Linked DNA regions of Mus musculus: region 1 is linked to region 2. A link is a contact called in public Hi-C data. All regions are on one chromosome and are shown on one strand. Each heading gives the region's core, a stretch centred on a gene start, on an enhancer-like site or on the middle of the called end of the contact. The rest is flanking DNA. Distances are from core to core; before and after follow the strand shown. Region 1 overlaps Lyrm4 (LYR motif containing 4). Region 2 holds the start of Ppp1r3g (protein phosphatase 1, regulatory subunit 3G).

The links. Hi-C and Micro-C count contacts between places; a contact is called where the count stands out from the background.
Region 1: a Hi-C map of liver shows a contact between it and region 2, with 3 times the contacts expected there. The contact joins the enhancer-like site here to the promoter of Ppp1r3g in region 2. A contact is called at or near these places in 5 of 484 Hi-C or Micro-C datasets (all in liver), 1 of 115 datasets of contacts at active chromatin or transcription factors (hepatocytes) and 1 of 9 other capture datasets (adipose tissue).

What each region holds. Positions count from the first base shown.
Region 1 is chr13:36,014,369-36,019,666 of GRCm38.p6, reverse strand. The region is part of intron 2 of Lyrm4 (LYR motif containing 4); the gene reads left to right. Among named protein-coding and RNA genes, the nearest start is that of Ppp1r3g, 49 kb to the right of the region's middle. Within about 2 kb of position 3,801, at least 8 of the 459 cell types and tissues checked have an H3K27ac peak or open chromatin away from gene starts, as enhancers often do. A contact at or near this core is called in hepatocytes and liver, where this site is marked.
Region 2 is chr13:35,964,197-35,969,280 of GRCm38.p6, reverse strand. It overlaps Ppp1r3g (protein phosphatase 1, regulatory subunit 3G), which reads right to left and starts at 1,375. Exons shown (of 2, transcript NM_029628.1): 1 at 1,299-1,375; 2 at 1-1,123. The coding sequence starts at 682.

The sequences.
Region 1 (5,298 bases), core at 2,552-5,051, 48 kb before region 2:
CAGGGAAGAAAAGCAATTTGATGTCAGGGGCTCCTTTGAGCCTTGGGAATTAGGCCTCAGAACCTTGGAATTGGAGCTCAGCTGCTGCTAGAAAATACACTGTGAATGTTTTATTCAGTAATGCATATATAACATTGAGCAGAATCCAAATACATAAATCACTTATACAATAGCTGTTAAGAGCTACCTGCCAGCATTTCAGAACGCACTGCTGGACTCACTTCCAAGGTCCTTTACTGCCATCTGCTGGCCAAAAGTTTGTTTTATGTTGGTGAATTCTTTAGTAATTCTTCATAAATCAGGATTTTCTGAGGCAAAAATTTCCCCCAATAAATGGACAACTGCCTTGTTTTTTGTTTTTTAAGATTGCAGACACCATAGCACTCTAGAAGTATGACAGAGGCAGTTTCTCCTTTCTGGCTTGATTCTCACTGTGTGCTTTTCTGAGCCGCCTAGACCAAGGCCCCATCAGCCTGCATCTCAAGATCAAAGCTATGCTCAAAGTATCTTTAAAATGGGTCCTGCTGTTGTTACAGTCAGCCTTTCAATAATGTTGGCCTACTACCACCAATATATTACATCAATGAGATCAGAATCCTGAACATCACCAGCAAAACCTACTTAAACCAGCCCCCAAAAGTCTGCTTGAAGTGTAAGTTCTAGACCCTTCAGTGTAGGCACTGAAGGCCTTAGTGCACTAACAGATGTCTTTTGAGTCTCTTGAAGTCTGTCAGTGTGAACATGAAGTGGGAACATGCTGGTCTTTTCTGCCCTGAAACAATGCGTGGGGCATCTCAGCTCCTTGGAGGTCCATGAAATGCTGAGCAGGAAATACCTAGAATGAGTAGACCATGGTGAACCATGCAGAACAGGATCAGGGGGTGCTGTAGAAGATAGCACTGACCTGCAGACTGTGAGATATGGGGGCTGGGGAGGGCAAGATGCCTAGGGACTCTATAGTGAATAAAGACTGTGTAAAACAGAAGATGACTGAACTGCTATTGTGTAGTATACCCTTAAAATCTGGGTGTGGCTATAGTCCCAAAGAGGTGTAACACTATCTTTTGATACAAAGAATGTTATTTTTCAAATTTAAAGGAGAAAACGTTTAAACGTGGCTTTTTATTTTCTCCATAAACAGTTGAAGAAAGTGTGGAATGGAAGAGTAGTAGAAGTTAAAATAACAAATGTAAGGTAGACTCTTATCTCAAGGATCGTGAATACCCATTATTGTTGTATAATAAACAACCTGTCTGATGGTGGATTGCAGTAAGAATCTTCATTTTATACCATACTCTACTTCTCCAGGTCAGAAATCCAAACATGGCTGAAATACAAATACAATGATCAGGGACCCAAAAGCTGAGCCCCAAGTCCTCTTATTCAATTGTCAGACAACTGGTGCTGGCTGGCAGCTGGGGGCCAGGCCAGGGATTTCAGCCAGACCACAAGTGGGAGCTCTCCCTGTAGCCTGGGATTCCTCATAGCATGGCAGCTTCCCAGGTCTAGAATTCTAAGAATGAGCCAGGCAGAAGTCACATTACTTCTAGTGCCGTGCAATATTTCTTCTGCTGTCGTTGGGGTGTAAGGGTCAGAGTCACAGAACCTTCCAGGCACAGTAATAGTGTCTCCATGAAGATTTAAGTCACACTGGAAGAGGGACATTCAGGGCACAAGTCTGTCCTTGGAAACAACCACCGACAAGGTTTGTTTTGCACATTACTGTAGGTTCCTTGCACACACAGATAACCTCACAGAATATGCCAGAGGCCCTTGGTGGCCTCAAACCCATTTTCAGTGGGTGATTGGTTGGGCCAGTGGGCCAGCTTTTGTTCCAAATCCCCCTCCAGTTTGCAGTCAGACAAGGTCCAAGGCTCTGTTGGTCTGACCTTCTTCATCCTGAAAAGAGAAAGACTGGGACCCACCATGAAACTCATGGTAAAGGCACTTACCAGCAAGCCTGAAAACCTAAGATGGATGCCTGGAATTCACAGGATAACAGAAAGGGACAACTTGGGCAAATTGTCTCTTGACCTCTATGCATGCTTCATAGCACACATGTACATGCACACACATAAAATAGATAAATGTGATTGGAAAAGAGAGTGGGCTGTGGAGCACAGTGGTAGGTCACATGCCTGTCAGTCAAGCTCAGGGCTTTGAGTTCCATCTCCAGTGTGGAAGAAAGAAAGGCTGAGCTCTGGTCATTATCCTGTCTATAGTTAAACATTTGCCCCAGTGGTAGTACAGTGTGCAATTCCAGTTGGAGGGCTGGAAAGTTTGGAAAACCTTACCTCAAATTATAAGACACTCCCTGCCCCCAACTCCTCTAATGCCTTCATGGTCTCTAAAATTCCTCCAGTCTGCAGAGATTTTGGCCATCCTTAGCTGTTCTGAAATTTCAGTTCCCTGCTCTGTAAAATCCTGGGGCCTCTCATGTCTCCTGTCAGTAAACACTTTCACAGAATGAGGTTCTGTTGTGCAGCTAGTCACTGTGGGTGTGAGAGCCTGCAAAAGAAGAAACCCTGTCCTGGGGGCTCTTGCCTAGGCTACTTGAGATGTTTTCTTGATGGCACTTTATATGCTTAGAGTGGCTTTTGTGGTCAGCGGGGACATTTGAAACTATCACCTGGCATTCTACAGACGAGGAACATGATTCGCCCAAAGTCAAGGGGCAAGTGAAGTGGCAGAGAAAACCAAAACTCCATCCCTGACAGCTGTGCACGCTACTGTTCATGCGATCGCCTTTTAACAGAAGATACATAACCATGGGGACCTGAGCCACGTCACCCTCCTGCCTCTCGCTCTGCATTCCCAGGAGGCAGCGCAGTGTCACTGGCATTGTATCTGCTCACATGTATAAGTGCCCATAATTTTATAAAGTGTAGGCTTTCATACGTGAAATGTAAGATTAAAAGTCCAACATATCATAAACAAAAGAGTTTCTATCACACATGGAGGCTCTGGATATGATTTCCTGTGAAGACCAAAATGACATTGAATATAAAACTGGCTATTTTTACAGCATGCTGATGAGCTTTTAATGTAGGGAGCTAGCTCTATGTGACGTGAAAAGCAGCACAAGGAAAGCTTTCCTGCCAGGACCCAGTGTAGTACAAGAAGGGTCTGCATCTTCAGTGTACCGTATCACTCTTTCATTGTTACTTATGGTAAGGCACACAGAGAATCTGTCACATTACTCAGCCTGAACTGTATGTTACATTCACCAGACCTTAGGTGAGTGAACTAGAATCCCAGGAGCAACCAGCTAGGAGAAGCTAGCCTTTATGTACACAAGAAGCGACCTAGCTTCTCTGAACCTAGTTTGAGGCTCAGGGTGTGGGGTTACCAGCCAGAAAATATAAATATCTATAAAACATGAAATCATTCTTATCTCTAAAGCCAGCAGCCCACATCCTTGTTGGTCTAACCCTATATAGCCTACTAACACCTACATGCTTTGGGGATATTTGTGATATATGTGCAAACCTCTTGTCATCCAGATAGTATGTTGTAAATCCTACCAAGTGTCAGCAAAGCCTTTAAAAAAAATGTGTACTATTAACTGGGATTATCATTAAAATGTCAGTCAATACAAAAATCTTAAAACCAGCCAAAGATATGCCTTTACCTAATCCTCCTAAGTCTTCTGCTCCAGCCGTTGTCTTTGTAAATGCAGTGTCCTGTCCTGTCCTGTCATGACTTGTGTCATGGGTAGGACCTGCCTTGTCTTGGTCAGCATTTTAGAATCTGTGCATTTCCTGTACTTTTGATGAGGAAAGGGTTTGAACTTTGACTCTGTTTCTCCATTAAATGAGGTGAAAGTGCAGTGTGGTGTCTGGGAAGGGCATGTGTGCTGGGATAGCAGGCCTATCTGGCTAACTCTCTGTGTCACCTGCTGTCGTCATCTACAGCTGCCTCTTTAACTCTTTGTCTTCCTGTCCCTCCAACAGAGAGGTTTTGGTTTTAATTGATAAATAATGATGCATGTTTGCAGGATACCATGTGATACTTTGATATGTGTACGTGGTGTGTAACAATCAAAATAAGCTTTGTGTTAGGAACATTCAGCCTCCTGCATATTTTTGAGATACATTGTTATAAACTATGGTGATTCTGCTGTGTGATAAAACACTAGAACTCAGTCCTCCTATCAAGGTGTATGTCCATAACCATTACCCAGCCCCTCTCTACCTACTCCTACCATCTTTCGACTCTGATACATGCCATGTTCTACTCTCTACTCCCACAAGATCAACTCTTAGCCTGAACATGTAAATGGAAATACATGGTATTTTTCTGTCTGTGACTAGTTGGGTTTAGTTAGCTGGTCTCCACAGGTCGCTAGTCCCACACATGTTGTAGGACAGAATATCATTCTTTTTATGGATTAATGGTGTCCTGCCATGTATATACAATTGGCCAACAAGTATATGAAAAAATGCTCAACATGGGAAGTCATGAGAAAACTGCAGTTGGAAACCACAGCAAGATACTACCTCATTCCCAATTAGAGTTGTTATTACCAAGGAGACAAACAAATGCTGACCCTGGTGCAGAGAAAGATCTCCCAAGCATTGCCTTGTAGAAACGTGAGTAGGACAGCCTATAGAAAGAATATGAAGTTCCTCCACCAACTAGAAACCAGTTCACTGCATGGCTGAGCTATGCCTCTGTAGCTTCAGACCCAGAATCAGTGAAATCAGCACCTTAAAGAGACACCTGCACTGACATGTTCTTAGAAGCCAGCAGAGCCAGCCAAGGTGCCCTTGGTATGTGAATGGTCTGGTGTTTGAATGAGAAATATCTTCCATAGGTTCTAAATTAGAACACGGTGGTGTTATGTTATTTTTAGGAGGTAGACTTGCTGGAATATCTCACTGGGAGTGAGCAACTTTGGGGCTTATTATCCCCTACCCACTGCACCCATTTCTTCTTCTCTTCCTGTTTTCTGTGCAGTTAAAGTGTGAATCAGTCAGATTCCTGCTCTGGCCAGCTGCTGTCATGCCGTCCTCACCATTGTGGACTCCCTTCTAGAACTCTAAGCCAAAATAAACTCTTAAGTTGCTTTGGGTCATGGTATTTCATCACAGCAACAGAAAAATAACTAATGCAAAAGAATATGTAGATATACATATATATAATACAAATGTTAATAGTTATCTTCTCTTGTTAAATTTTAAAAAGACATTAATGTCCACAATTAAAGTGCCTAATTTCAATGTCTGGACTGTAGTAGACATTCAGCATTGAGCTGTTCTTTTGAGAACCTTCATCTGATTATACCACTTCATCATG
Region 2 (5,084 bases), core at 126-2,625:
GGCCAGAGCCGGTCACCTCGGCGCGGGGCGGCTGGGAGCACTGCACACGCTCCAGGCACACTCGCTGTCGCCGCAGACGCTCCTCCGCAGCGCGCAGCTCCGGGAGCTGGAAGTGGGGTCGGAGCCGGGCGCAGGGTACCAAGAGAGGATCAGGCATCGTTGCCACTGCCAGCAGCCCCCCGAGCTGCTGCAGGTCCTCGGCGCGCAGCGGGAAGCTGTGGAGACGGGAAAGTACGGCCGGGGGCACCTGAGGCTCCTCGGCCTCGCTGAAGTGCTTCACGCTGGCCAGGCTCAGTCCCAGGGAGTCGGCGAACTGCACGCGCTTCTTACACTTGGAGCAGCAGTCCCCAGCCGGCGCGCCACCCTCTGAGCTGGGCTGTCCCGCCTGCTGCCTCTGCTGCAGGAGCTTGGCCGCCTGCAGGATGGGGTCTGCGGGCAAAGAGAAGGAGCGCGCACGAGAGCGGCGATATTCCTGTAGCTCCTCCTGTTCCGGGAGAGCTGCCCCTTTCTGCGGCGACAGGGGCCGGTCCTGGAGCTGAGCATCAGGGATCGGGGTCTCAGAGGTGCCACTCTCCACGCAAAGGACCTCGGGGACCGACAGTTCCTCCGCGGATTGAGGGTCTCCGGAAGACGTAGAGCTGGACGCCTCGGATCTGTGTAGCTGTTCTCCCGAGGGATCCATGACAGTGTCCGATCCGGCCCCGGGTTTCGTCCTGCGGGAACCGCGGAGAGTCCTCTGGAAACTTTTATCTACTCCCGCAGCAGAAGGAGCGCATAGTGTCGGCTGGGCTTGCCTACCCTGGCAGAAAGCGGATTCGGCCTGGAACCTCCAGCTTTTAGCTGCTGCTGCCCGGGACCAAGAGGGAGGAGGATGCTGGCCTGCGGCTAGCTCCCAAGGGGAGGGCCAAGACAGGGAGGCGCGACAGCCAGAACACCTGAGAGCTACGTCCGTAGTGGAGACTAGGATTTCTGAAGGTCGTAGGCTAGCCGATAGCTTTGATCCACCCCGCGGCTGCTATGCGCGTCTGTATCCTCTGGGGTAGCTCTCAACTTTCAGAACTAGACAAAGTTTTCCAGCCTGTGAAGTTATTCTTCCGGAGGAGACGTCCTGGCTGTCACTGGCCTAGGGAATCCGCGATACAAGAATGTCATTAAGGCAAGCAATCGAGCGAAGTGCATCCCTTCCCTTTCATCCTGTATCCCCGAAACCGCTCGAGTCCCAGGTCGCATCTGTGTAGTTGTGCCCCTCAGTGGTTCTAAAAGCTGGAAGGCCGAAGCTACAGCTTCCACCTACTTACCTGGTGACCTTGCTGCTGCGCTTGAGCAGGGGACAGAGCAGGAACCCACCGGGAGCTCACTAGGCAGGCAGACAAGAGCACCCGGTGGCCATTGGCGCCTAGCACTAGAGCACGTCAAGGTCCTCCCGCCCCACCCCCACCCCCCTGTCCTCAAAGAAGAGGGCTGGCACCTCCCTCCATGGCTAAGCGCCTTCCTTCAGACTTGAAGGCATTCATTCCCCCCTCTCGCTTAGCCTGCGCCTGGCCTGCAACTGCCACCTCTCCTCCGCAAGGATCCCAGACCCTCTAAGGCTCAGTCAGGCCTTCTGGGGGTTGCCGGTCAAAACCCAATTGCCAGAAGACTAATGGAAGAACATCTCACTATATCCTGGCACTGGATACTTCCTTAAGTGTTGTATTGTGCCTTTGCCTTCCAGCTAACTTTGCCTTGATCAAGCTTCAACTGATAACTTCATCACCAAATGTCATGCCCACCTCCCATTCCCCCACCCCACCCCTCATATCTGATTCAGGGTGTCCCAGGCAGTTCTGAGAGAATTTCTAACAGGGAGATGCTGAGGACAGGCTCTGGGGACCACCGTTTAGGAGTGACTAACTGCCTCACCATGGCTGTGTGTATACTTACTTACACAAAAAAATTGGGGTTTTAGAAATATTGGTCCACAAATCAAGGAACAAAAAGCAAAGCTAATTTTCCCAGGCTTTTAAACTGGGCACGGTATAGCAGAATTTAAGGAGTCATCAATAGTTACTGATTTTAGTATCTATTGAGGACTCACAGGCTGCTCATCCCTCCCCAAGGCTGAGGGCCCCTCCCATGTGATCTTATGTGCACAAAACTTCATCACTCCAACTCAATGTAGCACACAAAGGATGGGAACATCTGTTCAGGTCCCAGAGCTGAGCTAAGGTCAGGTTTGACCCCAGGAAGTTGGAAAATTATTTTTATGGCCAAAGACCCTGAGCTAGAGAGGAATTTTTAGGAACAGGCCCCTCAGTCCCTTGGCTGGGACTTTCTAGTCATTAAGTGTCCAGTACAGTGTCCATATCTACATACTGAATCTGACAGTATGGGACTCCCAATCCAGATCTACCTAGAGTGCCCCCACCTCCAGCATCTACAAAATCTACAGCACAGGACACTTTTTTTTTAACGTGTAGATAGACATTGATATATTGTGATAATAAGTATAATGTTCACAAACTAGTTTGTTTCTTTGATTTTTTGAGACAGGGTTTTTCTGTGTATAGGGCTGGCTATCTTGGAATTCACTCTGTAGTCCATGCTGGCCTCAAACTCACAGAGATCTGCCTGCCTCTGCCTGAGATTAAAGGCGCACACCACCCCTGCCCAGCCTCAGACTAGTTTAAAAATGAACTAGGAACTTCAAAGAGATTTTGAGGTTGGAGTGAATTGTCTCCCTCACTTGGACAGATTCTCACACCCAGACAGTACCTTGTCTACTGCCAATGTTTTGATTCCCAGGTGAGTATCCAACAGTTCCATTCTGACACTGTTCTACCTGAAGATGGTGTCAGAGCCACAAGTTAAAGGCTGAAAAACTCACCATAAACCAGATGCAAATATGCAAATAAGGTGCTCAGGTTTCCACACTATTTGGTCAACTGGAAAATACAGATGTTCTGCTGAGGTGTGGCAGTTGGTAACTCACTAGAGTGGCTTACAGAATCGAAGAAACCCTTAATAACACATGGCTTATTGTGTAAGATACAACTAGGAAGAGCCAAACAGAAGAGGCACAAGGCAGAGTTCATGCATAAAGTGAAAATGTGCGACAATCCTTGCAAAAGTTTTGGAACTCAGGCTCCAGCCTCCCCTGTGAATGGAGGTTGGTGTCCATTCACTGGTTCTTTCTGGTAACCAGCTAATCTGGCTGCCAAGGTGTGGTGGTTTGAATAAGCTTGGCCCAGGGAGTGGCTCTCTTAGGAGGTGTGGCCATGTTGGAGGAAGTGTGTCACTGTGGGGTGGGTATTGAGACCCTCCTCCTAACCATGTGGGGGCCAATCTTCTAGCAGCCTTCAGATAAAGATATAGAACTCTCATCTCCTCCTGCACCATGCCTGCCTGGATGCTGCCATGCTCCTATTTTGATGATAATGAAATGACCCTCTGAACCTGTACACCAGCCCCAACTAAATGTTGTCCTTATTAGGGTTGCCTTGGTCATGGTGTCTCTTCACAGCAGTACAACCCTAACTAAGACACTAGGACTCCCAGTTTAAGTAGCCTCATTAGTCACTCAGATAATATATATATATGTGTGTGTGTGTGTGTGTGTGTGTATAAAATTTAATATGTTATATAATATATTACATAATTTTGATATATTATATATATTATAATATATTTGATTGTAACAAAATAACAAACACATAATTCCCCTTCACTTAGAGCTGAGTCCTAGGAGGTCCATATCAGCAACTAGGGACAGAAATGTACCTGCTACATAACCAGGACCCTTTGCCCTGGTGCAGGATGCTGGTTACTAAAATGAAGTTTTGCAAAATAGAGTGTATTCAGAGTTTGGCCAGGTCTCAGATCCACATCCCAAAGGACAGGGTGGGGCGTGGAAATGGATATACCAGAGTGATTAAAGATTTGGGGGAAGGCTCCTGGAGGTGACACAATACGCATCTGATCCTCACAGGACACACACATGTTCAGGAAATATCAGCCTGATCCAAGAATGGAGACTTTGGTCCTGTGATATCTAGAAATGGTCCATCAAATAATCCCCTGTTAAAAAGTCAGTGGTTTCAACAAAAGTGGCCTTCTATCCCCCCCAAAAATAGCCTAGGCAACCATCATCATCATCACGACCCACACATCAGGGGTGTTATCTACAGCAAAGCTGGTGGGAGACTAGTATGTTGCTTAGATACCTGGCCTCCAAATTTTGTGCTTTGTGAAGTAAGTGAGTCTGGAACTTCGGGTGCTTTCTCATACTACTGCAGGTCTACAGCTCAGGAAGTCTGGACTGAGCTTTGAGCAACTCTGAGAAGCAGAAGCAGGAGGGACCTGTGGAGCAAATGGAGATAAGCAGGGTCTATGGGAGGTTTCTGGTCTGTTCCCCAGAAACCAAGGACAGACCTTAGGAGCAGAGGACGGGAGCACCTCACTCAGCCATCAAGAGGACTTGGGGATACTCTGGAAGGCACAGTCAGTCTCTGACTTGAACTGCACATCTGTCCTCTGGCAGAGCTGGTGGGACACAGGACATTTCTGTCAGTTGTCTCTCTGGGACAGGGACAGGGACAGGTAGCCCAGACTTTAAACACATTGTCTCTGACACAGAGATGGTTCAACTCTTGGTGTTTTTGGGGTTTTTTTTTTTGTTTGTTTGTTTGTTTGTTTTTTTAGTTCATGATGATGTGAAAGTTACACCTTCAGTAGAAACTGTAGTTCCAATTTTGATTTTCAATATTTCCAAAGAGTGTTAGGGAAAACAACAGGTACCAGGTATAGGCCACACTGCTGCACCAAAGTGGGCGTCTGCTGAGCTGTATTCAATGTATTTTCCCACTTAGGATATTTTCAGCATAGGGTGGATGTATTGGGACCAAACTCCACTGTAAACTGGGGAGCAGCTGCAGCTAAATGGTGATACAACCTGCAAAGTAGCTTTGTGAAAAACTAAGCCATCTATCTAGTCTACGGGTATGTGCTTAGATCAACCACAAACATCACGTGGCCACATGTCTCAGCTGCTAAAGTATTTACTCCCAGGCTTTCAGATTCCTAGTTTTGTTTTTTTGTTGTTGTTG